Regions from separate parts of the Mus musculus genome. Here regions 1, 2, 3, 5, 6 and 7 are each linked to region 4. A link is a contact called in public Hi-C and promoter capture Hi-C data. All regions are on one chromosome and are shown on one strand. Each heading gives the region's core, a stretch centred on a gene start, on an enhancer-like site or on the middle of the called end of the contact. The rest is flanking DNA. Distances are from core to core; before and after follow the strand shown.

The links. Promoter capture Hi-C pulls out the DNA fragments that hold promoters and counts their contacts. Hi-C and Micro-C count contacts between places; a contact is called where the count stands out from the background. Capture Hi-C pulls out chosen DNA fragments and counts their contacts.
Region 1: a contact with region 4 is called in a promoter capture Hi-C map of liver, with 4 times the contacts expected there. The contact joins the promoter of Setd2 here to the promoter of Nckipsd in region 4. A contact is called at or near these places in 4 of 39 promoter capture datasets (hippocampal neurons, liver and pre-B cells).
Region 2: a contact with region 4 is called in a promoter capture Hi-C map of erythroid cells, with 19 times the contacts expected there. The contact joins the promoter of Cish here to the promoter of Nckipsd in region 4. A contact is called at or near these places in 4 of 39 promoter capture datasets (erythroid cells, liver and pre-B cells) and 1 of 9 other capture datasets (embryonic tail).
Region 3: a contact with region 4 is called in a promoter capture Hi-C map of liver, with 3 times the contacts expected there. The contact joins the promoter of Nradd here to the promoter of Nckipsd in region 4. A contact is called at or near these places in 1 of 39 promoter capture datasets (liver) and 1 of 9 other capture datasets (liver).
Region 5: a Hi-C map of CD4 T cells shows a contact between it and region 4, with 2.9 times the contacts expected there. The contact joins the promoter of Tmem115 here to the promoter of Nckipsd in region 4. A contact is called at or near these places in 3 of 39 promoter capture datasets (erythroid cells, liver and pre-B cells), 1 of 484 Hi-C or Micro-C datasets (CD4 T cells) and 2 of 9 other capture datasets (adipose tissue and liver).
Region 6: a promoter capture Hi-C map of pre-B cells shows a contact between it and region 4, with 4 times the contacts expected there. The contact joins the promoter of Scap here to the promoter of Nckipsd in region 4. A contact is called at or near these places in 5 of 39 promoter capture datasets (the 3T3-L1 cell line, hippocampal neurons, liver and 2 more) and 1 of 115 datasets of contacts at active chromatin or transcription factors (astrocytes).
Region 7: a contact with region 4 is called in a promoter capture Hi-C map of pre-B cells, with 4 times the contacts expected there. The contact joins the promoter of Elp6 here to the promoter of Nckipsd in region 4. A contact is called at or near these places in 6 of 39 promoter capture datasets (hippocampal neurons, liver, pre-B cells and 2 more) and 1 of 9 other capture datasets (liver).

What each region holds. Positions count from the first base shown.
Region 1 is chr9:110,531,143-110,534,824 of GRCm38.p6, reverse strand. Setd2 (SET domain containing 2) reads right to left here and starts at 2,228. Exons shown (of 21, transcript NM_001081340.2): 1 at 2,073-2,228. The coding sequence starts at 2,146.
Region 2 is chr9:107,295,020-107,298,522 of GRCm38.p6, reverse strand. Cish (cytokine inducible SH2-containing protein) reads right to left here and starts at 1,864. Exons shown (of 3, transcript NM_009895.4): 1 at 1,489-1,864. The coding sequence starts at 1,508.
Region 3 is chr9:110,622,709-110,626,106 of GRCm38.p6, reverse strand. Nradd (neurotrophin receptor associated death domain) reads left to right here and starts at 1,714. Exons shown (of 5, transcript NM_026012.2): 1 at 1,714-1,792; 2 at 2,872-3,020. The coding sequence starts at 2,984. It overlaps Nbeal2 (neurobeachin-like 2), which reads left to right. Exons shown (of 54, transcript NM_183276.2): 51 at 1-144; 52 at 225-373; 53 at 643-778; 54 at 881-1,318. The coding sequence ends at 982.
Region 4 is chr9:108,806,268-108,810,094 of GRCm38.p6, reverse strand. Nckipsd (NCK interacting protein with SH3 domain) reads right to left here and starts at 1,715. Exons shown (of 13, transcript NM_030729.4): 1 at 1,441-1,715. The coding sequence starts at 1,611. Ip6k2 (inositol hexaphosphate kinase 2) reads right to left here. Exons shown (of 6, transcript NM_001379600.1): 6 at 3,762-3,827.
Region 5 is chr9:107,531,534-107,535,279 of GRCm38.p6, reverse strand. Tmem115 (transmembrane protein 115) reads right to left here and starts at 1,335. Exons shown (of 2, transcript NM_019704.2): 1 at 1-1,335. The coding sequence starts at 801.
Region 6 is chr9:110,330,929-110,334,638 of GRCm38.p6, reverse strand. Scap (SREBF chaperone) reads right to left here and starts at 1,283. Exons shown (of 23, transcript NM_001001144.3): 1 at 1,134-1,283.
Region 7 is chr9:110,303,816-110,307,486 of GRCm38.p6, reverse strand. It overlaps Elp6 (elongator acetyltransferase complex subunit 6), which reads right to left and starts at 2,295. Exons shown (of 7, transcript NM_001081381.1): 1 at 2,138-2,295. The coding sequence starts at 2,191.

The DNA.
Region 1 (3,682 bases), core at 979-3,478, 1.7 Mb before region 4:
AGTAAAGTACGAGACCAGGAGAGACACTGAGCATCCCCTCCTGTGCACAGTAAAGGCAGACTTCTCCACGTTGTCACATATTATGAAAAATGTTTTCCTCCAATAAAAAAAGGATGTAATCCTTAGAGCTTTGAAGCTTCACTGTGCAACCTGGAAAGTCACTGCATGGCTCTTTGCCCTTCCTGGGGGGCTAGCACATGACTTTGTACATGATAAGCACGCAACCTACATTAATTGAATGATACAAATTCCTTTTGAGGTTTTTCAAGTCTCAAAGCAAAAACCTTTAAGTGTTATTCCAAAGCCAAAAACCCAGGAGAAGACAAAGCCATGCTGGTTTCCTACTACAAGTAAGAGATGAGCTTTGCTGTAAGAGCACATCAAGCCTTCGCAGAGGTGGTCTGGGTACCAAGATTATCTGTCAAGTAAAGACAAACTAAGATGGGCCACTAAAGGGCTTCTGTAAACTTAGAAAACAAGTATAAAACTACTCAGGCTGTTCTTGGGTCAAAAACAGGATTGTCAAAATTTTCCCAATGAAATTTTATTTTAAGGCAACATGAGGATTTTGCTTTGTGTGTGGAGATAACACTCCAACAAAATAACTTTTGTGTTACAACACTAAAGAACTATTAAGTAAGATCCAAATGTTTCTGAGCCAAGGTGAAAAACTTTGGCAAAGGTTCCCCCAAAAATGTGTAATGTGGTAATTTAGTGAAAAGTTTTGTTTTTCACTAGACATCCCTTCAAACCTTAACTTGGGAATGAATTTTGTTGCTATGTGCAGACATCAATACAAGCAAATTGAGGTAAAACAATGGTTTTTCTTAGTTGTCAGCACCTGCAATCCCAGCACTGAAGAAGCTGAAGAGGAAGGATCCCAGGTTCGAGGCCAGCCACAGTAAATTCAAGAGCAGCCTAGGCAACAAGGTGAAACCATTTATCTAAAAACAACAAAATGATCTTGTGAGGGCTTAGGGAAGCTTCGCACGGACTCCTGACTCTGAAGTGGAAGCTTGCTTTTTTACTTATGTTGTTGTTTTGAGGAAGCCTGCCTGCAATCCTAATTCAGTTGGTATCTCAGGTGTACACCACCATCTGACACCCAACAGAAATATAAAAATGCCCTAGGTGTACTGAAAAGAAACTATACGACAAAACTGTATTTCGCTTTACAAGTACACTATCTTCTTTAGAGAAGACTATACAAAGGGTCTCTTAACTAAATCTTCACACGCAGTAAAGCCATCCTTGTAGATAAGATTCTAGATTCTATTACCTAAGAAATAGGACGCCAAAGTGTTCAAGCATCATAATCAAGAAATGTTTGCCAGGTTTTCACTTTCAGGTTAAAAAACAAAACTGCTGTCACCTCAACAACGGGACCAGACAAACCTTGCCACCATTACAAAACCCAAGCGCCAAAGGTGCAGAATATGAAGCTCATCGCTCTACTGGGCCAGAATTGAGTGTCCAAGGAGGAGGGAAAACAAAAAACAAAAATAATATCAAAACCGGGAATGCAACGCGGGTCTCCTCCGCGGATCGAAGCGGGGAGACGCGCGGTAGGCCCTTCCGGTCCGAGTTGCCGTCACCGATAGGCCGGGCGATGGGCCGAGCTTCCACCCGAGCCCGAGGATTCTCGGCCTACACGAGCCGGCGCCCTGACGCCGGCGTCGGCCTTTGCGGCGCCTCGGACTATGCACCGTGGTTTGCAACAGAAGCCCGGGACGCCACCGAGTGTCCTGGAGGAGCTGCGCGGAACGCCGAACCTAAGCAGGCCGACCGAGGACGCGGCAACGGCAGAGGAGGCCGTGGCCGCCCCTCCCCCACCGGGCCGCCCGCCCCAACCGCCGCGGCGACGCGAGCAGCCTTCTCCGCGCCAGGCCCAACCGCCGGGCCAGCCGAGGCCAAGCGAGGCGGCCTCCAGGAGCTCCGCCCGGCCTGCCCTCCACCACGACCGCGAGAAGCCGCCCGGGGCCCGTTACTCCGCGCGCCGCCACCGGTCAGGACGCGCCGCCCTCGGGCTGGAGCGACCAACGACAGCGGGAGACCGCGGAGCAGAGACTTACTCAGGGGTCGGGTGCTCGGGATCGTAGAAATCCCCCATCTTCGGTGGCGGCTGCTGCGACGGCAGCGGCTTCATGAGGAGCGGCTGGAGGCGGCGACGCTAGCCCCCTCCCCGCGGCAGGCCGATGCGGGGGAGGGGACCGGAGGGGAGGCGGCCGCTGGTCCGATCGCGGCGGCGGCAGGGGCGGCCGGCGTCGCTGGCTGGCTGGCTGGCCCGCCCGCCCGCTCTCTCGCTCTCTCGCTCGCTCCCTCCCTCCCTCCCTCCCTCCAGCAACCGCCCGCCCGCCGCTCTCACCCTCACACACTCACTCCCGAAGCGACGCGCACCCCGCCCGCCCTGCAGCCTTGCAGGCCCAGCCCCTTAAAGAGACACGCACAGGGCAGCCCACCGGCCGCCAGTCGGCGCGCCAGCACCACCGACCCTGGCAGGGGCGGGGTACAACCCGCCGGCCAGGCCAGGCCTAGCCTGCGGCCTCCCGGAACAATAAGTCCCGGGGCCGAGTGTTGGAGGCGGGTCCCGGAGCTGGAGGGGAGCCACCGCTGCCCCTCCCTGGACAGCGTCCGTCCCGGGAACAGCCCAAGGCCGTCAGGACACCCGCCTTCATCCTTCGAAGCCCTGGGAGAGCCTGGCCTCCGGGCACTGAGGTAGCGCAGCTGCCGCCCTCGCCCGCTTGCTCCTTTATTCGGTCTCTCTCGCCCCTTCAACTGGCTCTCGGCCGCGCACCGAAAACCAAGCTAAGCAGGGGCTGCTTCTCAGCCTGGGCTTCTCGGACACGCCCTCCGCCCGCCAGCCTCCCGCAGCCCCCACCACCGTGTTCCCACCGAAACCACCTCACCGCGGTATTCTGCCCTCGCCCTAAAAGTCAGAGAGGCTATGTTTGTTAGACCTGGGGGGGGGGGGTGGTCCTGAGGAAAAGGTTATTAATTAGTCTTACTAAAAAAAAAAAAAAAAGTTAGATTAAACTAGAAACTTTTTATTTCTGGATTAGCAGGATTTCGTGAAACTATTAGCTAATTTACACCTCGCTGAATTTATAGCAGTTGCTTATCATGAAAGTGGCAGATTAGATAGTTGAGATCTTTTGTGGAATTTTCTTTGATTAGCCACTAATTTTTTAATTGGAATCACCAATAAATTGAAATGTGATCTAACAGAATCCTTCACTAGCTAACTTGGCCGTATTGTTTAGACAAACATCTTCTGTAGTTAAGACTTACCCTGAACACTTGAATGCTTCATCCTGCCTACAACCTCTTGGGTGCTGGGATTCTAGGTTTTTTGTTTTGTTTTTCAAGACAGGGTTTTTCCTGTGGCCTAGAACTCAAATCCATCTGCCTCTGCCTCCCATGTGCTGGGGTTAAAGGCGTGTGCCACCACTGCCCAGCCTAAAATGTATTTTTAAAATTGTTTTTATAGGAATGGTATGTGTTGAGCCACACACATGCGCACGTGGAGATCAGAGGATAACAGTGAGTCCATTTTTGTCTCCCATGTGGGTCCTGTAACTTACATCATAAGGCTAGGCAGAAAGTGCCTTTACTCACTGAGCCATCTACCATGCATTTACATTTTTTTTCACTTGTATGTAGGCTAGCAGAATTTTTTTATCAT
Region 2 (3,503 bases), core at 615-3,114, 1.5 Mb after region 4:
GCAGAATTCTGAGGCGACTGGCTTGTTGGGGCCCATAGCTTGATCCAGGTTAGGGAGTCATTTCATGGCCTCTGTGGCAGGTACAACCAGACAGCTTAGTTGGATCCCTTCCATAGGTCCCACATGTGTATATAGTAGGCACCTCTGGGGCTAGTATGGTATCTAGGTATAGAATGACGATGCTAATCCCCAAATGTTGCTGGGAGGGACTAAATATCTAGGGAGGGGTGTGTCTGCCACTGTGTCATCACGGTGGGGGTGAGGACTGGTGTGTTCCAAGAACCTGTGTGTGCATGTCTTGGAGTCTAGCCATGAAGTTCCACCTGAGAACACATGCCAATAAGATGAGCCGAGCCAAGGGAGGCTGGGATACATGGGCTTGTTAAACAACTTGTTTCCCCAATACCCCAACACTGCTCCTGAGGTTCCCATGGGCCTTCAATTAAGGCAAAGTCAAAGAGGCTCTGGGGACCCAGAATGGAGAAGTGGGGGCACCCAAGAAAGGAAGGCAGGGTGCAGGGAACTGCCGAAGAGTCCGAAAATTCAGAGAATAAAAGAACATGGTAGGAACTACTAGGGAATACAGTCTTCTCAACAGCTCCATGAATGTCCTCTTCCTGGGACTCAGAGCTGCTTAGAGCAAGGGCATTTCAGCCTGGCCCCACCTTCCACCCTTCCTCACTTGGTACCATTCCCATGTCAGTTATAACAATTACTACTGGATCACAGATCTCCCTGGATTTGTCACACACACACACACACACACACACACACACACACACACACACACACACACCTCTCTTCTTGGGTTTTCCTGAATTCCTGACCGATCAGTGTTTGAAGGGGACGCTGAAAGCTAGGGTAAACAGGTGTTCCGAGTACACTCTACCGAAGCCAAGACTTTGTTTTATTAAAGCCCCACTTTCACCATGGTCCCATATTCCATGTCAACGGGAAACCTTGGAGAAGGCAGGCTGAAGTCTTTATCACACTGAGACATCAATCTGAGCTAAGAGACGGAGTGGGGTGCTCCTAAGGGGTGTTGTTTATTAGGCGCCGGCCTGGGAAGAGTCAAAGACCTCAGGCTGGCTTCCTAAGAACCTAATCGCTGACCTGGGACGGAGGAATGAACTTCTGAACACAGAGGGATCTAAGGGCTGGCTCAAGGTCACCGACAGGTACGGAGCCAGAAGGCTAGGTAAACTATGAGCTCAAATTGAGTCTAGACTTGTGAGCCCCGTCCTGGAGAACCTCTTACAGTTGGCGCTAGTGAAATCTCAGGAATGGGGGCTCCTCCCACCGTTCGCGGGCTCCGTTTCCCTATCCATACGAAGTGTGTGTGGGTATCCTAGGCACACCACTCGAAGTCCTTTAGCCCTCCATCACCTCCAGTCGGTCAAGCCCTCCCAAATCCCGCAGCTAACTCGAGGCCTGTGATCTTCCATATCTCCCGCATGGAGCCTAGGTAGGGAAAAAAACTGAGCTTACCCCTGTACGCAAAGGACCATGTCCCAGAGACAACGGCGGCTCGAGAGTCGGAGTTCGGCGGGATGGAAGGAGAAAGGAGCCAATGGGTGCCAGGGGTGCGAAGGTCAGGGTCCCGGGGCACACGGGCGGCGAGCAGGGACTGAAAGGCTGTGGTGCGAACAGCTTGGAAGGACGAGGGGGGACGGGCTGGGCCGGTGGGGCGGGGCCAGGCGCCTCCTAATCTTTTGTCCGCTGCGTCCCAGCCCTTCCCGGAAGCCTCATCTTCCTAGAACCGCGGGCTTTGCGGCGGCCCGGAGGGGAACGGGGGTGCAGGCGTCTAGTGCTTTGGACCGAGAAAGGAAACACCTTTGACAGATTTCCAAGAACTTTCCAGGAAAACTGGGCGGGAGCTCCTAGAGTTGACCAATCGTATCGCTGGACGTGAGACGAGCATCTAGACCGACCTATTGAAGTGCAGGGACCCTGAACTGACGTGCCCGAGTGGGGCGGGACCTAGAGACTAGTAGGCAAAAGACTGGGTTGGGGACAAGTTAAGAAGGAATGTGGATGCAACTGGAGACCAGATTGTCTTCCCTCTACTTCTTTGGGGATGGGTGCGCTTATCCCCCCCCCCCTAGAACTACAGCGCGGGGGCAGGGTCGGGCCGGTCCTCTTAGCCAGCCGCTTCTAGTTTATCGGACGTTGTCTCTGGCGGCCGTGGTCTCGCTTATTGCAGGACACTGTGTGAGAAGGTGGGTGGTGTGCTGTGAGATCTGGAGAAAGACTTAGGGAGAGGCCTGGAGCCCTGAAGAGGACGGAAGAACTAAGGAGGTCCACTGTGGCCACTACAGCTAAAAGAGTTCAGGTTACATCTAATCTTTTGTAATCAAATGATCTCATCCCTTCTTTGCCTAATCTCTGAGTGGACCGACAGTTGGGGAAATTACCCTCTTGAGTCAGTAAACAGAGATAGTCAGCTCCCAGACAGCCCTGTCGATGGCTTGTTTGTTTTTGTTTTAAAATTGAATTCAGACTACCTTGGAGCTCAGTTTGTAGACCAGGCTGGCCCCAAACTTCTGAGTACAGGTTTACAATGTGAACTTATAGGCTAAGTCACCATATCTGGTTTACCAAGGAGCTGTAGGGTCTATGTGATCTCCCTCCACATCCACGGTTCAGGATATGGGGAGATAAGATCTGGAGAACCAGTACACCCACTCCTTCCACACACGTCACACCACCCACGTTCCTCAGAAAGGGTAGCTATAAGATTCTTGGCAGCGATGACAGGCTTCTGGCAGTGTCTAGAATCTGAGTATAGTGACTGGGCTTTCCCCAGCCCAGGCTAGGCTCTGGGTGCCCCACCCAAGATAGAGAGCTAAAGATAAAACCCTGTGAAAAGGAAGGAGTTCTTAGGGAAGATAAGAGATTACTCCAAGGGACTCAGTTCCCCGTAGGTGCCCTGGAGGGGAAGTTAAGTGTAACCCAAGCAGGGCTCCCAGAATACAGCAAGAAGCCAGTTTCTTGGAATATGGGTAGGATGGAGTAGGAGTACTCTGAGAACATGGGATCCCTGTATGTATGCATACTAACTCTTCAGTAGAAACTGTCTGTTGCCGCTTTGCTATGAAGATACGGGGGATTTCACAGGTGTCATGCAACAGAGCTGTGGTTTTCTTTTTATTTACTTACCCTTTCCTTTCCTTTCCTTTCCTTTCCTTTCCTTTCCTTTCCTTTCCTTTCCTTTCCTTTCCTTTCCTTTCCTTTCCTTTCCTTTCCTTTCCTTTCCTTTCCTTTCCTTTCCTTTCCTTTCCTTTCCTTTCCTTTCCTTTCCTTTCCTTTTTTTCCGAGACAGGGTTTATTTATCTTTGTAGCCTTGGCTGTCCTGGAACTCACTATGTAGACCAGGCTGGCCTTGAACTCACAGAGATCTGCCTGCCTCTGCCTCCTGAGTGCTGGGATTAAAGATGTGTGCCACCACTGCCTGGCATGATTTTCTTTTTTAAATTGTGTGTGTGTGTGTGGTGTGTGTGGTG
Region 3 (3,398 bases), core at 465-2,964, 1.8 Mb before region 4:
ATACACACTGTACGTCGAGGCCAGTTTGTGGCAGCATTAAGGCCTCCAGGTGCCACACTGCCTGGACCTATATCGCACTTAGCACTGGGGGCTGAAGGCCAGATTGTTGTACAAAGCTCTGCTTGTGAACGTCCTGGGGCCCAGGTATGGGGACAGGGTACCCGACAAAGACACTGGGGCAGCTGGAATGGTGAGGCGGTTGCTGATGTCCCCAATTCTTCCAGGTCACCTACTCCTTGCACCTGTATTCAGTGAATGGGAGGTTGCGGGCTTCAGTGACCCTGACGGAGCAGCCCACAGCCCTGACTGTGGCAGAAGACTTTGTTCTGCTGGGCACCGCTCAGTGCTCTCTACATATCCTCCACTTGAACAAGTGAGCCCCGCTCTTAGTTCCTGGCCCCTCTAGGTGGAAGCTGTTGGCACAGGGTAATAGAGAGTGCATACTACCCACTCACTAGCATGTGTTACTCATGGGGATTCTTGCCCTGGCCCTCCCTTAGCTACACAGTTGTGGGAGTTCTATAAGCCAGGAATTCAGCTTAGCCAGACTTCAAATGAAGACAAAGTAGATGCACGAAAAGGTGTCTGTTAGCTGGCTTCCTTGCAGTTGTGACTCAGTGTACACCTACTTCCCTGCTCCAGATTGCGGCCCGCCGTGCCTCCCCTGCCCATGAAAGTGCCGGTCCACAGTGTGTCTGTGACCAAGGAGCGCAGTCATGTGCTGGTGGGCCTGGAAGATGGCAAATTGATCGTTGTGGGCGCTGGGCAGCCTTCTGAGGTGAGGAAGAGGGCAGCTTGGCCGGCCGGGCAGGAGGGTGGCGGGTTGTGGGGTGCGGCTGCCAGGGCTCACCGCATCTCATCCCATCCCTACTCCCGCTAGGTACGCAGCAGCCAGTTCGCGCGGAGGCTGTGGCGCTCCTCGCGGCGAATCTCCCAGGTGTCCTCTGGGGAGACTGAATACAATCCTGGCGAGGCTCGCTGAACCTAGAGTCTAGGCGCTCAGACATCAGACCCGGCCCGAGCCTGATTCTCTGCCCAGGAGACTACTGCACCAGGGGGTGGGCGGGGCCCACCCTCCAGCTCAGGGATTGGTAGATGGCATCACCAGGAAGTCCCGCCCCTCGCCGGCTGAGGGGAGACCTAGCGTCGGCCTCTGAGGCCGCTGCTGCATATTTTGCACAATCTGGGGTGGGAGGGAATCCCTACTTTCAAATCCCACGTCCCAGTGAAAGCACAAAGACCACCTGTGGCCTTAATCCTCAAAGGTGACTATCGCTGCCCATTCTCAGCAATAAACGTGGCCTAGTTTTGTAATCTTTCGGTTTCTTGAGTACACATGTGCCGCCGTCCTTGGCCTCCTGTGGCCCCCAGTCTTAGCCTCTGTTACCCTGTCTGGCCTGGCATGCTTCTTCCTGGCCAGGCTGGCCTCGGTGTAGCCAGCGGAGGCGCCTCTGGCTTTGCCAGACGTTTCCTGACTCCTGGTTCTCAGCTCTCGCGGTCCATTGCATGGCATTTGCATGCCAGTGGCCTGCTCTGCCAGGCACGCTGGTGTCGGCTTCTGTGAACTCCGAGTGCTTCTGCGTGCTCCGGCGTGGGGCGGGGGCGGGACCGCGCCCTCGAGCTCGGCCCCGCCTCTTCATTGTCCTGCTCCCCTCTTCAACACCACCCCCCCACTGGCCCGCCCCTTGCCTTGGCTCACTCTTGGGCAGACCGGAACCTGCCCTCTCCAGGGACTCCCGTCGTCTTCCTAGCTGAGTGGATCCTGGCACCCTCGGAGGGGTGGCCGCAGAAGGTTAGGAGGGAATGACTAGCCGGGCTCTTGCTAGGTGGAAGGGGCCAGAACTTTCTCTGTCTCCCGCCTTTAGTGCTCTGATCCTGTGGGTACCAGCGTCTGTGTTGGGGTGTGTATGGGCCTGCAGGGGCTGTTGAATTGTTTCTTCCCATTTTGGGCTTGGAGATGGGTGGGGAGCCCTGAAGAAGTTCCACTCCGGCTGCTCAGGATGGGTGGGGCAGATTCCAAGGCCTGTCTGCTGCTACTGGTTTACAGGCCCACCCACCAAGGATCCCAGAAGCCCCCAACTCCCAATGTGGCGACACAAAGATACAAAGTCCATAAAGGGGCCACCCACATCAGAGGTTTACCTGACTACAGCACCGAACTGCTGATAGCCCTACTATAGACACACCACGTGTTAGAGCCATTGGCTATGCAGCAGTAGCCGTTGGGGACTTGAAGGGCCTCTTTTAATCTCTTACTTATCCAAGCCAGATCTCTCTCCTCCTTCAGATCTGGAGCCTCTCCTCCTCCGTAGACTGCAGGGAGTGGTCTCAGCAGATTTAGTACTCTAGGGTCCAGGTGGGTCCTTGGTCTGAGTTGGCCCTGTTCTTCCATTTCAGGCCCTCTGAGATCTGTATGGTCTATGAGTTTGCTGAACCATTAAGGTATCAGTTCACTTAGTCCCTGCCCAGGAAAGGGCTGGCCACTGGCCCTGGAGGGGACAGAGGGAGCATTAGGCAGTGTAAGCGGGCTTGCCTTGGGGACCTTGGGATGCTGGGTTTTGGCAGATGTGTATGATCACCAGTTCCTAGGGATGTTTCAGCCTGAGATAGGGTCACAGTCCATGTATCTTTACCCTCCTTTTAACATCCCCAGACTCAGCCCAGGTACTTGGGAAGGTCTTTGAGATCGGGTGATTTCTATCCTGAGCTGTACCCCATGCCACCAGCTTTGGCTAGCAGGAGCCAGTTGTTACCTCCACCTATTTGACACAGGAGAAACTGTTCCAGCCCTGGTGTGAATCAGGATGGACACACACGCTGCCCCCAGGGACTCCTGACAGCAGATCTGAGGATTTCTTCATATTTCTGCAGAGTTCCTCCTTCTGAGATTCAAGAGAAGCAGGCTCCAAGCTCCGTCAACTCAGTTCTCTACACAACTCCCCTTCACCAAAAAACAGCCCAGCAGGCAGCGCCTGGCAGCACCATGCTTTATAACGTCAGCAAAGGTGTGGTCTATTCAGGTAGGCATTCCTTGTCCCAGATCCTAGGTAGCGGGCAGATTGGGAGGTAGAGTGGGTCGTGTACAAGTCCATTCACGGGCTCTTTAGTCCCTGACCCTTGAACCCTGTCTACACTGGGTACAAGGACTAGTCAGTCATTGGACTTAAGGCAGAAGTGAGAGAGCACCAGTATTTACTTCCAGTTAAGTTTTATTTTTATGATCCCATGACACCAGCACACATCAGTGTGCTCTCACAGTCTACCCTGGAAGCCGACCAATCTTGTGCTGTGGTAAGCAGAGGTGGTGCAACCAGGGTGAAAAGAGAAAGGTCAAGGAAGGCTTCCAGAGGAGATCCTGCTGTGCGTTTAGGAGAAGATGCAATAGCAAGACGTTTGGA
Region 4 (3,827 bases), core at 466-2,965:
TTCAGATGGCAGAAGGTGTGTGGGCGGGGCAGGGAGAGACAGCAACAGCGACAGAAAGGGAAAGTTTTGAAAAAGAAGGGCAAACACCAGGTGGAGTAAAAATGAGACAGAAATTCGCAGTCGGGGGAACTGAGACTAGGGGTATGACGAAAGAAACAGGAAGTGATCCGAGAAAGATCTTTCCTTCCCAAACCCTCCAGCCCCACTGACCCTGGCTAGAGCAGAGGCTCCACAGGGCCTGACAAAGAGGCAGGGCTTCCTCAAAGTCTCCAAAGAGACCTGGGTGCTCAAAAAGCTGAGCTGGGTGTGACACAGTTTAGATTTTTCTCACCTGAACACCTCTAGAGGAGACTGAGAGTCTGTGAGGAGGACCCTAGAACCAAGGGTCCCTCGTCTTTAGCAAGACCAGATGACATTTCCAAATTTATCACAGTATTTCTGTCCTTAACTGGGCTGGGACAGGATGTTTCCATAGCTAGGGACTATGAGTCTGGAATAGCCCAGACTGCCCTGGGTCCCCTTCCTCCTGCAGTCAGAATAGGCTAGCTGGAGACACTGCAGCAGGACTACTCTTGAGCAAACAGGAACTGGAGCAGGCTCCACTGGAAGGGGACCAGGCCATCTTCAGAACGGGAAACCATGAAGGAGGCTCACTTCCTCACAGTGTGGACAGCTCCCATTCCAGGATGGAGCGCCCAGATTTCAGAGGAAGGAAACCAGAGAAGTCAGGAGTGGAGGCTTGGGAGAAGTGGGGGCTGTGCCAGGGAACCTTGTCTATCAGCAGGGGCCAGGGGCCTTGGTTCCTGAAGGGTTGGGGAATTGTCCTTGGGGAGAGCTTGATAGGTGGGCGGGTTCGGGATACAGAGATACTACAGGAATTGGGACTCGCATAAGGGACAGGAATGCCTGTGGCTCTGGGGTCCAAGTGTGTGGGTGGGGTGGGGACTAAGAACCTGGAGGGTGGTTGAGGAAACAGGTGGTGTATGAGGTGGCACAGTCAGTGGTGGGCACGGTGATCTTTACAGTTAAAGGTGGAGGCTACAGATTGATGGGAGATGGGCATCCTAGGGATTCAGGAAAGGGGAACGAATAGGGTTTGGAGGTCTAAGGGACTTGGATAATGAATGGACTGGAAGTCTCTGGATCCAGCTCGAGAATTCAATGCAGATGGAGGCTCTGATTATCGATGACAGAGAGTCCCTGTTCCAGAATTAAGCTTTTCACGGGCCTGCGGTTAAATGTCAAAGGCCTAGTCTCGGGTGGGTGTTGACGGCCCTTCCGGAGGGGTCTCAGTCCTTACGGCTCTTGGGACTTAAGGTCAGAGTCTCAACCTCCTTGTCTGGTAGAAGTCCCGAAGAATCTGACTGAGCTTCCTGGATCGGTTCTGCGTGCTGGTGAAGGGGTTCGGTCGAGAGGCCTGGGACGGAGGGACACACTCACCTGCAGGCGATGCAGGTAGGCAGGCGGCACGTACCCGGTCTCGCCACTGCGCGCCCGTGCTGCTAACCACCAGTGCGTGCTGCTGCGCTCCAGCACCAGGAAGGTCTCGCCTGCAGCGAACGCCATGGCGTTCGGCTCCGCGGAGCGGAACGCATACAGCGCGCGGTACATGAGGCCGGGCCGGGCCGGGCCGCGAAGCGCCGGGGCTGGGTACGCGACGAAGGTTGCGGTGCCGGGAAGCCAGGCCCTGAGTGCCGCGCCGCCCGGCGCTTGCCCCGCCCCGCCCCGTGACACGCCGCGCGTGCGCATGCGCGACCGCCGGAACCCCGCCCCAGGAGCGAGTCGGCTCCAGTATTGGAGCGCCGCGCCCCCTCGCGGCCGAGAGAGGTTTGGCGGGGCGGGGTGGGAGTCTCCAGTTCCTTCAGGCCTCAGACTCCAGTCAGCTGACTTAGGGTCCTAACTCCCTCTCCCTGGCTTTCCTCCTCCTTTCCCAGCTCAGGTGCAAGCGCTGCGTTCCTTCCCACCTCCTGATGAAGGATGCTTATAGCCAGTGCGTCCCTGGGGACGGGGATATGGTGTTTTGCTTTGAGGAATCCTGATCAGACATTTGGAAGTTCTTTCTGGGGAGGGGTCTCCCCAGCGCATCTAGGCCTCACAGTGCCTTAGTACAAAGTCCCTACTCTGTCGCTGAGGTGGTGGACAAGTGTGGAGGGCAAGGGACAAAACCAGGTTGTACTGTCCAGAATGCATCTTTGCTACCCACCACATATACACTCCCTTCATATATACTGGCTTCTTTCCTATCTTGAGTCTTGCATCTGTTCTATTTGAACACTCCCTTCTGGACCACGCCCCAACTTGTCAATGACTATCCTTTTGCCATTTTTGTTGTTACAAAAGGATTTAAGTCTATGACCTAAGGTCATATTTACTCATAACGAATCAAACTGCGTGTATACATGCATCTCCTGTTTTAAAAGGCTGTCTGTTACCAACCCTGTCCTGCCCCAACATCACAAATGGCACTGGGGAAAAAAAATGGTTAGGGCAGAAGGCTGATAGGGTAGGGACTGAACACATGAGGTTTAAAAAGCATGTTTTGAGTTCTGAATGGTGGCATGATCCCAGCATCCAGGAGGCAGAGCTGTAGAAAGCCAAGATCAAGACCAGCCTGGGCTTCATAGTAAGAATCCGTCTCAAAGAAAGAAAAAGCATCCCTGACCTTCAGTTTAATATTCAGCCTAGCCATCCACATCTTTGAAATCCTTGGCATCCCTCGGTCGTAGTGAAGAAGGCCTAAAGGATCCTTGCATACTCTCCACTAATCTAAGGAGCACAGGATATACACACCATCAGACAATGTTCCAAGGCAAGGTCTCACTGTGTAGTTTTGGCTGTTCTGGAACCATGTAGACCAGGCTGGCCTTAAATCCAATGATCCATCTGCCTTTGCCTCCCAAATGCTGGGACTTAGGGCAGGTGCCACCACACCTGGCTTTTTCCCCCTAAAGACAAGGTCACACTAGCAGCACCAACTGGCCTGAAACTAACAGCAATCCAACTCCCTCTGCCTGAGTACTTAGATGAGCCAGACTACACCTAGACTTCGCTAATCTATTTTTAGGCATGGTGGAGGTAGGCCCAGTGGGATGTGGGGAGCTGCCAGAAGGCTCAGCCAAGACAAGAACTTGATATCCAGACCCTGGCTTTATCAAATGTTTCTGCCAATTTTTGGCAGTGCACACACACACACACACACACACACACACACACACACACACACACTTACAGAAGCTTTCAGGCACAAAGTAGTGGTAGCTCTTTGGAGCTATGCTGACTGGTCTTTGTAAAGGATGAAGCTGGTGTGATTATGGGACTGCTGAGTAGGAGTGGTAGCAGGTGTTGAAGCCAAGACTGTCCATGGCTACCAACAGACCAGAGACTTGTGGCTACTTGAAACCCCACCATGGGGTCCAGGATATCTGAATTACTATGGCCAGCCAATTAATTTCTTGCTGCCAGTTACCAAGGAGAAATAAAAAGCTGGACCCAAACAAGGGTTGGAGCACCTGTTGTCCAGCTTCTCCTTATGCTGCACAGGGCCATGGGAAAGCCTATACCAATTGTACTTTTGTGTAAGGGTGGTAGAGACCAAGCCAGCACAAACCACAGTGACCTGACTAAGTAGTGCTAGACTGGGACACTTTAGACAAAGCCAAGTCTTTGTAATGAGTGGGTGCCAGGCCTAGGAGACCACAAGGCAAGGCTTCTGCAGGCTGGGAGGAGTCTGCATGCTTAGAAAGAACGACAGCAGCACTGTATACAATAAACAAAACATCTGTATTAGAACATTTACACTCAGGGAAGAAAGAGGTATCTGCATCATC
Region 5 (3,746 bases), core at 86-2,585, 1.3 Mb after region 4:
GGACGACGGCGCTCCCACATCGTAGCGCTTCACTGTCTTCTGGCATATCTTTACTTTCACCAGGAGGCCGTGCACCAAGTTCGCTAGCAGCCCCACCACCGGTTGCAGGATCTCCGGGAAGAAGGTGGCAAAAGCAAAATGGTCAGCCATGTCCCCTCGGCCCCGGCTATGGCGCTGATAGAAGCGAAGATACACCCAACTGGATAGCAGCCCAAAGCCGTAGGAAGCCAGGGCTGGGCTCTGGAGCAGCGTGGCCAACCGGAGGAGTAGCAGCAACGCCAGCAACAGCATGGGAACGACGCTGACGCGGACCTGGGGCACTCGCAGAACCACACAGTCTCCCATAGTTTGCTTGAGGGCTACCAGAACACCACCTAGGAAACCCAGGGCGCCGTGGATACGAATAGTGAACAGGTAAACCAAGTTGAAGGAAGCCATGTAGGTGAGGAGGTAGGCGAGGGCCCCCAGAAGCCCCACTGACACATTCACCACCGAGAAGAAGATGAGCAGCTCCAAGGCTCCCCAGAGGGGCTCCAGTAATCGCCCGGCCACAACCACTGTGGCCAGGCTAATGGCCACGTCCCACACGTGCTGTTCCATGAGCCCGTGGGTGGCCAGGGTCCAGATCCAGAAGTTGGGTGGGAAAAGGTAGCCTGGGGTGACGGCCAGGCAGCCCGTGTCCACAGCGAAGGAAAGCAGGTAGAGAAACAGTACCACGGCGCACAGTGCCTTCACCACCACGCTGGCGCTGGCCAGGATGGCCCCCAGATGTTGGCGGGCACCAGGTAGGGCGCGTTGCATCTTCCTGGCGGACGTTGGCTTAAGGGAATGTGTGGAAGGTGGCCTAGGGGCCTCCCCGGGGCCTCGTCCCAGTTCGGCCCCGACGGGAGGCCCGGGCCCGGCTACTTCACTGGCTTCTGTTCCGTGGGAAGGCTCTGGTTCCGGTTTGATCCGGTTGTAGTTCCAAAGCGAGGAGAAAGTCTTCTTGCCGGGGACCTGTCGTTAGGCCCTGGGTAGCTTGGGCTCGCCTGCCTGCGGGTTCCGTCGGCCCAGCGGCCAGGCTAGCGTTAATCTCAAGGCTAGGCTTCCTCCATCCACTCTGAGACTCTGCGATCTGCGGGGAACTGGTGCCTCGTTCCGGCCCAAGTCAAGCCCGTTTAGCTCCGGCTGGGCTAGGGTTTTGGCTTGACGGTACCTCCTCCCCTCTCCGGGGCCGACAAACAGGGGCGCCGCGCCTGCGCGCCCCCGCCGGCGGCCGCGGCAGTACGCCCTCTGAGCGCTTGCCTTCCGGCTTCTCGGCATGCTGGGATACGGAGTCCTTGGGACCTAGCCGACCGGTTTCTTCATAGAACCACAAGTCCCAGAAGCTGTGCGCCGACCGGTCCCGTAGAGTGTACGGGCTAGGGAGCTTGGGAGTTGTAGTTTTCAGTGCTTACTCCTCCAGTTCTTAGGAGTTATGGAAGTTGAGATCAGTATTCCTGATGCAGTAAAGGGAGGTGTTAAGTGGGCGGGTTCAAGAGGTAGCACCGCCTTGGGCCACACACACTTGCTCAATTCTTTGGAGGAGATTGGCTCTATTTAGGATTTGTACAGGTACAGCAGTGTCTTTGTAAGCAGGTACATAAGAATGTGAACGGTTCTGATGAGTTGTACCAACGTGTGTGAACTAACCAGAAACTGTCGTCTGGCAAGTGAAGCCTAAGATGGGCTTGTTCAGTCATTTGTAGTCACTGTGTTATTGACCAAGTTCCCCGCTGCAATTTCAGGAGCCTTAAAAATGATGATGATGGCAGGCTCTTCCTATCTTAACGATCAAAGAAGGCAACTGTGTAAACGACTTGCCATTGTTGTATTGGGTGTTCGTTCACATTGTCCTTGTTCCAGCGAATTGTACTTGTAATTGTACATGAACTTTCCACCTAAGGGGGAATAAGGGTCAAGGCTGTGCTACTTCAGCGACTCTTTTCCCACTTGATTCCACTGGACAGAGAAATCTCCCTTGAGCTGGAGCGATGGATTAGCGGTTAAGAGCACTGACTGCTCTTCTAGAGGACCTGGGTTCAATTCCCAGCAACCACATGGCAGCTCATAACTGTAACTCCAGTTCCAGGGTTTCTGACACCCTTACACAGACACACATGCAGGCAAAACACCAATGAACATTAAAGAAAAAATATATTTAAGTCTCTCTATAAGTGCCAAGTTGGTCTAGGCTCAACTTTATGCTATAGTGGCTGTCAACAGGGTGTTTGAGATGTATTTAAAAGTTATTTTATAGCCGGGCGTGGTGGCACACACCTTTAATCCCAGCACTCGGGAGGAAGAGGCAGGTGGATTTCTGAGTTCGAGGCCAGCCTGGTCTACAAAGTGAGTTTTAGGACAGCCAGGGCTATACAGAGAAACCCTGTCTCGACCCTCCCCCACCCCCAAAAAAGTTATTTTATTTACATGTATGTGTGTCTTTGTGTGTATATGCCGTTAAGTGTGCAAGCCACCACAGAGGCCACAGCATGTCGGAAGCTGGATTTCTGAGCCACCAGATGTGGGTGCTGGGGTACAGGTTCTCTGTAAGAGCATCAGGCATTATTAACTATGGAGTCATCTCCCCAACCCTGAGATTTTTGTTATATATATATATATATATATATACACACACATATATATATACACACATATATATGCATATTTTTAAATGTGATTAATTATATTACAAGGGACTTTATTATAAAATCCCCTTTTAGCTATTGATCTCAGTACAACTGCCTGTGTGTTCAAAACTACCTTTCACCTTTTATTTTTGTCTGGGGTTAGGGTTCCTACTGTATGCCATATACCAGTGTTTGCTAAGTTTGACTTAGCAAATCAAAATACAGAGTTACTGGGCAGTGGTGGTTCAAGCCTTTAAGGTTGATCTCTGTGAATTGGAGGCCAGCCTGGTCTACAGAGTTAGCTCTAGGACAGCAAAGGCTATACAAAAAACTCCCTAAAACAAAACCCAAACTAAAAACCAAAACCCAAAACAAAATAGAGTCAAATACTTAATCAGATTTGATTTTTGAATAAACAATTTTCAGGAGAGGGACATCCCATGCCATATTACACACACACACACACACACACACCCCAAAACAAAACAAAACAAAACAAAACAAAACAAAACTAAAACAACTCATTTGTTCCTATAGAAGCAAGAATAAATTTATTCAGAGTACAGTAATAGCACAAATTATAATGACACTGTCAGTAATAACCATGGGCCACAGGGACGATAGTAACCAAGTACCAAAAACCTTATTAAAAAATTATCAGAATCTGGGGCTGGAAAGATGGTTCAGAGGTTAAGAGCATTGGATGCTCTTCCAAAGGACCCTGGCCCAGTTCCCAGCACCCACATGGTGGCTCACAACTGTTTGTAACTCCAGTTCCAGGGCATCTGACATCCTCACACAGAAATACATGCAGGCAAAACACCAATGCTCATAAAATCAATCAATCAATCAATCAATCATTTAAAAATGTCTTAGAGTCTGGGTGGTGGTATTTGCCTATAATCCAGCACTGGGATGGCTGAGGCAGGGGGATCAAGGCCATTTATGGTGATAGAGTGAGTTTGAAGCCAGGCTAGACTACGTGAGACTTTTCAAAAGCAATAAGCAAAGGAACAAACAGACAAATTAACTGCAAATGAGAATTGACTGGACTTTATCTGACAACCCCACTCCAAACCATGTGTGTTGTTCCAAGGC
Region 6 (3,710 bases), core at 34-2,533, 1.5 Mb before region 4:
ATGAAGCCCAACTCAAAATAAAAAGCCACAGGTGTTACTCAGTGGCAGACCAATGCCCTAGGCACACGTCCCCAAGTAACTTAATAATGAGTATAGGAATAATGTTTATACTTGTATTTCCTGTTGGTCGTTAAAAAAACAATACAAACAAAATATTTGCCAAGCAGAAACGCTGCAAATATATAAAAAGCCTTTAGATTTGAAATACATTAGCATATACTTCATAACATACAATCTTCACTTGAGCATCACACAGGTTACACCTAAAATGCATTCAGCACTAACTAGATACACTTGATCCTGACTCTAAGAAAAGCTTTAATGTTTAGCACACCTTGAGATGGCTGCACACTGCATAAGCAAACTCTACAAACGCACCCAAACGCATCATTAAAGACTGTTCCTATGTCGACTTCACAAGAATTACTACAAGATCATCATGAACTTATTTATTCATCGCTTCCGTCACCATAAGAGATAAATAAGCTAAACTAAGGAAGACTACCTCCAGGACCCCACTCCCACTCCCACCCCTCACCCGCCGCCACCTGTGGCTCACTGCCCTCCTCTTCATCGCCACCATCTGCACAACTTTCTGAGATGCAGTGTGGACCCGGGACTCGCTGCAGCTAGCGCTATCCCATTATAACCCTGATGCAACAAAACCACCTGGAAGTAAACATAAGCAACATAAGCGAGCAAAGTTTAGGTTTAAGCAACACATAAAACCAGAAACCGAGCACTCCCAGCAGAGAATCTACATGTTGCCTGGCTATCGGATCTTCGGAAAGAGGCAGGACTGAGTCACAGGGTCTAGCCCTCACCCAGACAACCCCAGACAACCCCAAAGCAGGATCCAGCGGCGAGCCTACCTGCCTGAGCTCACTCAGCCTGAACCCATCGCGACCCAGGCAGCTCGGCCCGGGCGGGGGCGCGGTCGGGAAGGGGGACGCGAGACCGTCCGGCCCCCAGCTCCAGACTGCGGTCTCCGGAGCCGCGCCTCGGGCTGCTGGACAGCGCCCACGCCCGCGCGCCCCTGCCCGGGCTCGCCCGCATCCCGGAACTCCCGGGCACGAGCGGCGCGAGGCCGGCGCCGGGGCCCAGCCGCACCGTGCAGACGCGCGCTGAGGTACCTGTGGCAGCGAGGCAGCTCCCGGGCGGCGGCGACCGAGCGGCGGAGAACGGCCTGCGCGCTCCTGGCCCGCGGTCCGGTGTTTGGAGCCCGCCCTCTCCCTCCCGGCCGCCCGGCGCCCGCGCAGCTCCCCGCCCCTTCACCTCTCAACTCCTACCTTTCCCCTCCCGCTCCGCCGCCCTCCACACGTGCTCCCGGCGGCGTGCGCATGCGTAGTCTGGCACTGCCAACGGCTCGGGTTCGCCCCCTGGTGGTCCCCTGCCACACAACTGCGAGAGGAAGTACTGGAGTTGCCTGTGGCCTGGAAAAAGGTGGCTAGTAGCACTTCAGAGTTTTGACAGCATCACTGTCCTGGGAAGTGATTGAGAACATGCACAAGAGCTCGTGTTCCATGCTTTATAGTGCCAAAGGATTAGAAGCGGGGCTGGGTGTATGGCTCAGTGGTAGAGAGCTTGCCTGAGACGCTAGGGGCCCTGGGTTTGATCCACAGCAGCATCAAAAAGAAAAACAAACCAGGGAATTAGAAGCAACTGAGCTAAATAGCAAGTGTATTCAGTTGATGAACTAGGTATAGGAGCCTCCAACACCAAGGATGTTAAATGAGCACTTATAATGAAAGCTAGTTCAAAACCAAGCTGGTGTTAGGATTCCATTTTTGTTAAAAATACAATGCATAGGGTAAAGTGGAAGATATATACTCAGTGTTTATTCCCACGTAGAGGAACTATGGGTGTCTGAGTCTCTTCCACCTTCTGAACTGCCACCAGTCGACTTGCACATGTAACGGATTATGCTGAGTGACTGCTCTGGTAAATGCTGAGTTAAGCATATGGTGTGTGTTCTCTCATTTGGCCTTGGGGAAAGTGAGGTTCCAGACACTCAGCAACAGCACCAACCCTGGTTGCTATGTTTCCATTTGTCCTCAGGCCTGCCTGTGGAGAGATCTCAACCACACTACCAATGTCTTGACTCTCTGAGTGTCACAGGTCAGAGTGGCCACCTGCCCCCATCTTGCTACCTTAAACATACTTCTTTCGTGTCACTCTTGCTCACCCCCAAGGCATACTAAGGTAGAACAGACCCTGTACCTGCCCTCAAGGGCACCAGTGGTGGGGGAAGAGAAAATATAAGTATAGTCACCGTGCAAAACAAATCAGAGGTGGCCACTTCAGCCTTTGGAATAGGGTTATTCTATAAAGCAGGTTTCTGGTAGAGATGTAACTCAGTTGATATACTGCTTGCCCAGCCTTGAATATGAGCCTTAACCCCCAGCAAACTGGCAGTGGTGGTGAAAGACTCCCCAGAGGAGCCTCTCGCTCAGGCCTCAGGATAATAGCAGACACCCAAGAACTCACGATAGACCAAGCTTGATGCAAACCACATGAGGCTTTATTCGGGGAAAGCCAGAGCTCTGGGGATGACTCATATCCCACGCAGGGTTAGAGGAGTCGACCTCGAGGGGAAAGAGGTCCCAGTTTTTATAGGCCCTCAGGGGGGAAAGGAGAAGGGGAGAGTGGGGGGATTTCCAGATCTAAACAATTCTCAAGAAATGGGTATGGGAGGGGTACAAGGAAAGAGTCTGGTGCAGGGGCAGCAACTCAGGATTGGCCCGGTTGTGGTTGCTGGGGAGATTTTCTGACTCTTTCTCAGCAACCAATATCACAAACACCTGGCAGTGGGCTTCATCAGTGGGCACACACATGGGTTCAAGGAATGGTCAAAACATTGGCAGACACACAAGTTCAAGGAGTGGCCAGAGCATTGTGCACCTCTATTTTTCTAAATCAGTGAAGCTAGTTCTGCTAACAGTGACATCTATCTTGCCAATTTCAGGGCTTCTGTGACCTTTTACATTCTGTTAGGATCTTTCAGTGGGTCACACCTATGTCAGCCCTTAGGAGATGCAGGCAGGAGGAACAGAAGTCCAAGGTTCCAATTTGAGGCCAGTCTGGTACATAAGTCTGGCCCCCACAAAGATAAGAAAATGCAGCCCACTGGTAGGGCCTAGCATCAAGGCCTTGAGCTCAAACCTCAGTAATAAAAATAAAATTTATTTTTTTACGTGGTGTATTTTGTTGCTCTGACTCTTGTTGATGGACATGGAAATGCAAACCAAATATACCCTTTGTTCCCCGAGTTGATTTAAAAAAAAAAAAAAGAAAAGATGTACTTTTTTTTTTAAAAGATTTACTTATTTATTATATGTAAGTACACTGTAGCTGTCTTCAGACACACCAGAAGAGGGTGTCAGATCTCATTACGGATGGTTGTGAGCCACCATGTGGTTGCTGGGACTTGAACACTGGACCTTTGGAAGAGCAGTCGGGTACTCTTACCCACTGAGCCATCACACCAGCCCAAGATGTACTTATTGTATTCTGTGTATGAGTGTTTCCTCTGCTGGTATGCGTTTGCACCATGAACATTCCTGGTTCCCTAAGGAGGGCTTCAACTCCCCCTAAAACTGGAGCTACAGACAGTTGTGAGCCACTGTGAAGTTGCTGGAAAGATCTCCGGTCCTCTGCTAGAGCAACGAGTGTCTTTAACTATGGAGCTATCTCTGTGGCCCCCACCTCAG
Region 7 (3,671 bases), core at 1,046-3,545, 1.5 Mb before region 4:
TTGCCTCCTCAAGGTACTAAACTGATGTTACTGGCAGAGAGAGAGAGAGAGAGAGAGAGAGAGAGAGAGATATTTTGTTGTCACTGCTTGGCTTAGTAACTCAGGAACCAGTCTTAAGGAGAATTAGATTAAAAGAAAGCCTGCCTTTGTCCTTTATCTCTGGTTTCCAGTGAGTAGAACGGGCCTTCAGAAAAGGTCTCCCATGCAGAACTTGGAAGGCTGGGGCAACAGGGTTGTGAGACAAAGGCCAGACTAAGCAGACTGTGGTTCCTTTCAGCACCTGAGAGACAGAGGGTGGCGGGACTCTGTGAGCCCGAGACTAGTCTAGTCTACACCGTGAGTTTCAAGCCAGCATGGCTACACAGACATAAGAAACAAAAGCAAAAACAAAGGAACAAAAAAATACCAGCCTGATATGCTCAAGTCAGACCATCTTGAAACAGAGTTATTTTGTTCTGTTTGTTTTGAGGCAGGAACTCACCCTACAGGCTGTTCTAGGCTGGCCTAGAACTCACAGAGATCTGCCTGTTGTTGCCCCTGCCACCACACACCTAATTGTACGATGTTTTAAGTAGTGTCTTAGGCCCTAAGATGCTCCCTGGCGTCTGTGTCTGTAACAGTGAATGGGGAGGGGAAAAAAAAAAAACGGTTTTAGTTTTGGGTTTGTGGTTGTGGTATCTGTGTCTGCATGTGCATGGACATGTGTGTGCAGGCACACATGTAGGGAGACTTGAAGTCGGGGCTGGGTGTCTTCTTCAGCCGCTTTCCATTCTTTCCAATTTATCAAGGTAGGGAATCTTAATGACTAGGCAATCTGAACTAATGCAGCCAGCCAGCTTGCCCCAGGGATCCCACCTCTGCCTCTTTAGTGCTGGGATGACAGGTGTCCTCTTGCCTACCTGGCTTTGACGTGGGTTCTTGGAACCCAAATTCCACTTCTATACTTGGTGCCAAGCCCTATATCCACTGTTCTATCCCCTGGCCCAATTCTTGACAAGGCCTCTGATGACAAAGATCTCCCAGTGACTGTGGTTCAGACGGGACTCTTATCACAGCAATCGCTGGAAAGCCCTATGAAGATGGTCTCTGCATTGCCTAACTACCTGCTGTAGTTCTGTAAGTAACAGACAACATTGGGACCAAGGGCTGTCACACACCACCTCAATGCTGTACCAACCTAGGGAAAACCTGTCCAATGCCTCTGGGTTTCAGCTGTGTCCCTCTCCTCCCTCCCCCCAATATAAAATGCCAAATCACACTGCCTGGCCTTGAAACACATTTCCCACCCAAAGTGGTCACTTCCTGCTGTCACTCTGGACCTGGGAAATGCCCTAGCAACTAGAAAAGTAGTCAGAACTGGAGGTCTGAACAGTCAAGAACTGTTAGGCAAATAAAACCCAGAAGGATCGCAGGGCAGTGGTGGCACACGCCTTTGATCCCAGCACTTGGGAGGCAGAGACAGGCAGATTTCTTGAGTTCAAGGCCTAGCCTGGTCTACAGAGTGAGTTCCAGGACAGCCAGAGCTACACAGAGAAACCCTGTCTCAAAAAACAAAAAAAACAAATAAGCAACCAAACAACCAAAATCCACAAGATCTATTTAAAGCTTTCCATATGTGGTGTGTTTGCTGCAAATTACAGAATAAAACAGATATACTCCTGGGAGAGGTAACCCCTAAGTGAAAATGTGAAAGACATTTCGAGGTTCCATGGAGAGTGAGGAGGTTGGGAAAAACAGAGGGGATGGAATATGCTGAGGCCTTTTTGCAACCAGATATCATCAGAACTAGGAAGAGTGCAAGCAGTGTTCCGTGCAACCTGTAAAATGTTCCATGGTGGAAGGAGATTCAGGACAGATAAAAGGATCTCCTCTAGGGCCTGCTCTGCAACCATCTTTGGGCGCCAGTGTGGCACGGAGCACATGGTCCTGGGGCTGGAAGCGAACACGCAAGATAGTCCAGAAACCCATCTTCCAAAGGCCCAGGAATGCGACTGCAGCCTCGGCGAGCCCTCTCCAGACTACAACTCCCAGATGCCCTCGGTTTACGGCAGACGCGCCTACTCCACCGCGCAGCGTCCCGGATGCAATCCTGCACGCTCCCGGGACCTGCCCTCTTCCGGTCCGCACGACATCTTACCTGCTCGGTCTTGTCTGGGGTGGTGCTGAGAAGGTTGTTGAGTTCCGGAAACATCGTGAACTGGGATAAAAATTATGGTTCTACAGAAAGAATGAAGGTCCAAGAACAGCACCCACAAGACCGTGCTCGCGAGCGCGAGAAAGCGCGCATGCGTGATCTCGCTGCCGGACTCGAGTCAGCCAATCAGGCTTGGGGTTGTGATGCTGCTGCTGCTGCTGCGCAAGCGCGTGAGCACGTATGCTCGTAAAGCTGAGCCTTAGAGCGATCTCTCATTCGGGCAATGGACCATTGTGCTGCTCTCAGTAGGTGCGGGTCCACACAGTGCTGGTGCTCCCTCACGATTTAGCACGAGCAGGCGAGCTTTCTCTTTCCGTTGCTCCCCCTCCCTCCGCACCTCCGGGTCTTAGTTGCTCCACGTCTTCCTAGTGTATTGCTCACAAACTTGGGCTAGATACATGGAACACATAGAGAAATGTTTGCAGGATCTTCGCAAAAAGAGAGAACAAACCTTACTAGCACAGAATTACATCCTGAAGAGCTTTTTGTATAAAGCAGAAGCCAGGAGGCCAAAGAGATGGCTCAGGGAATAAACGCTCTTCTTCCTCCCTCTGAAGACCACCCACATTGGGTTGCTCTACTTGTAACTCCAGCTCCAGGGGACCCGACGCCCTCTTCTGGGCTCTGCAGCACATGCACACACAATATACACAAAAAAATTTAAGGGGACTCAGAAGATTTTAGAGGACCCTAATTTGATTCTCATTATCCACTTGGCAACTTATAACCCTCTGTAACTACAGTCCCAGGGAATCTGATAGCCTCTTCTGGCCTCCAAGGGTACCAAGCATAGAAGTGGTGCACCTATACATACCATCAAAACGTATGCATAGTTTTATTTTAAATAAGCAAGGCCCTCCTCGGCCTTCTGCTAAAACAATAAAAGAACAAAAAAGAAAAGTCAGAGGGATACAGGTCAGTTGAAGAGTTCTTTCCTAGCATCAAAAACAACATAAAAAGCATGCTGCCAACATCTGTGATCTCAGCTGTCAGGAGGCTTAGGCAGGAGGGTTGCCAGCAAGTCTGAGCTTTGTGAAACTACCTCTAAAAAATAAAAATAATGGAACTGGGCGTTATGGGGCACACCTTTAATCCTAGTGTTCAGGAGGCAGAGGCAGGCAGATCTCTGGCAGTATGAGGCCATCCTGGTCTACAAAGTGAATCCAGGCTAGCCAGGCGAACACAGAAACCCCATCTCGAAAAAACAAGCAAGCAAACAAACAAAAAAGAGGAGGAGGAGGAAGAAGAGGAAGAAAGAAATATAAGCTAGTGGTGGTGGCACATACCTTTAATTTCAGCACTTAAGAAACAGAAGCAGGGCTGGTGAGATGGCTCAGTGGGTAAGAGCACCCGACTGCTCTTCTGAAGGTCCAGAGTTCAAATCCCAGCAACCACATGGTGGCTCACAACCATCTATAACAAGATCTGACTCCCTCTTCTGGTGTGTCTGAAGACAGCTACAGTGTACTTACATATA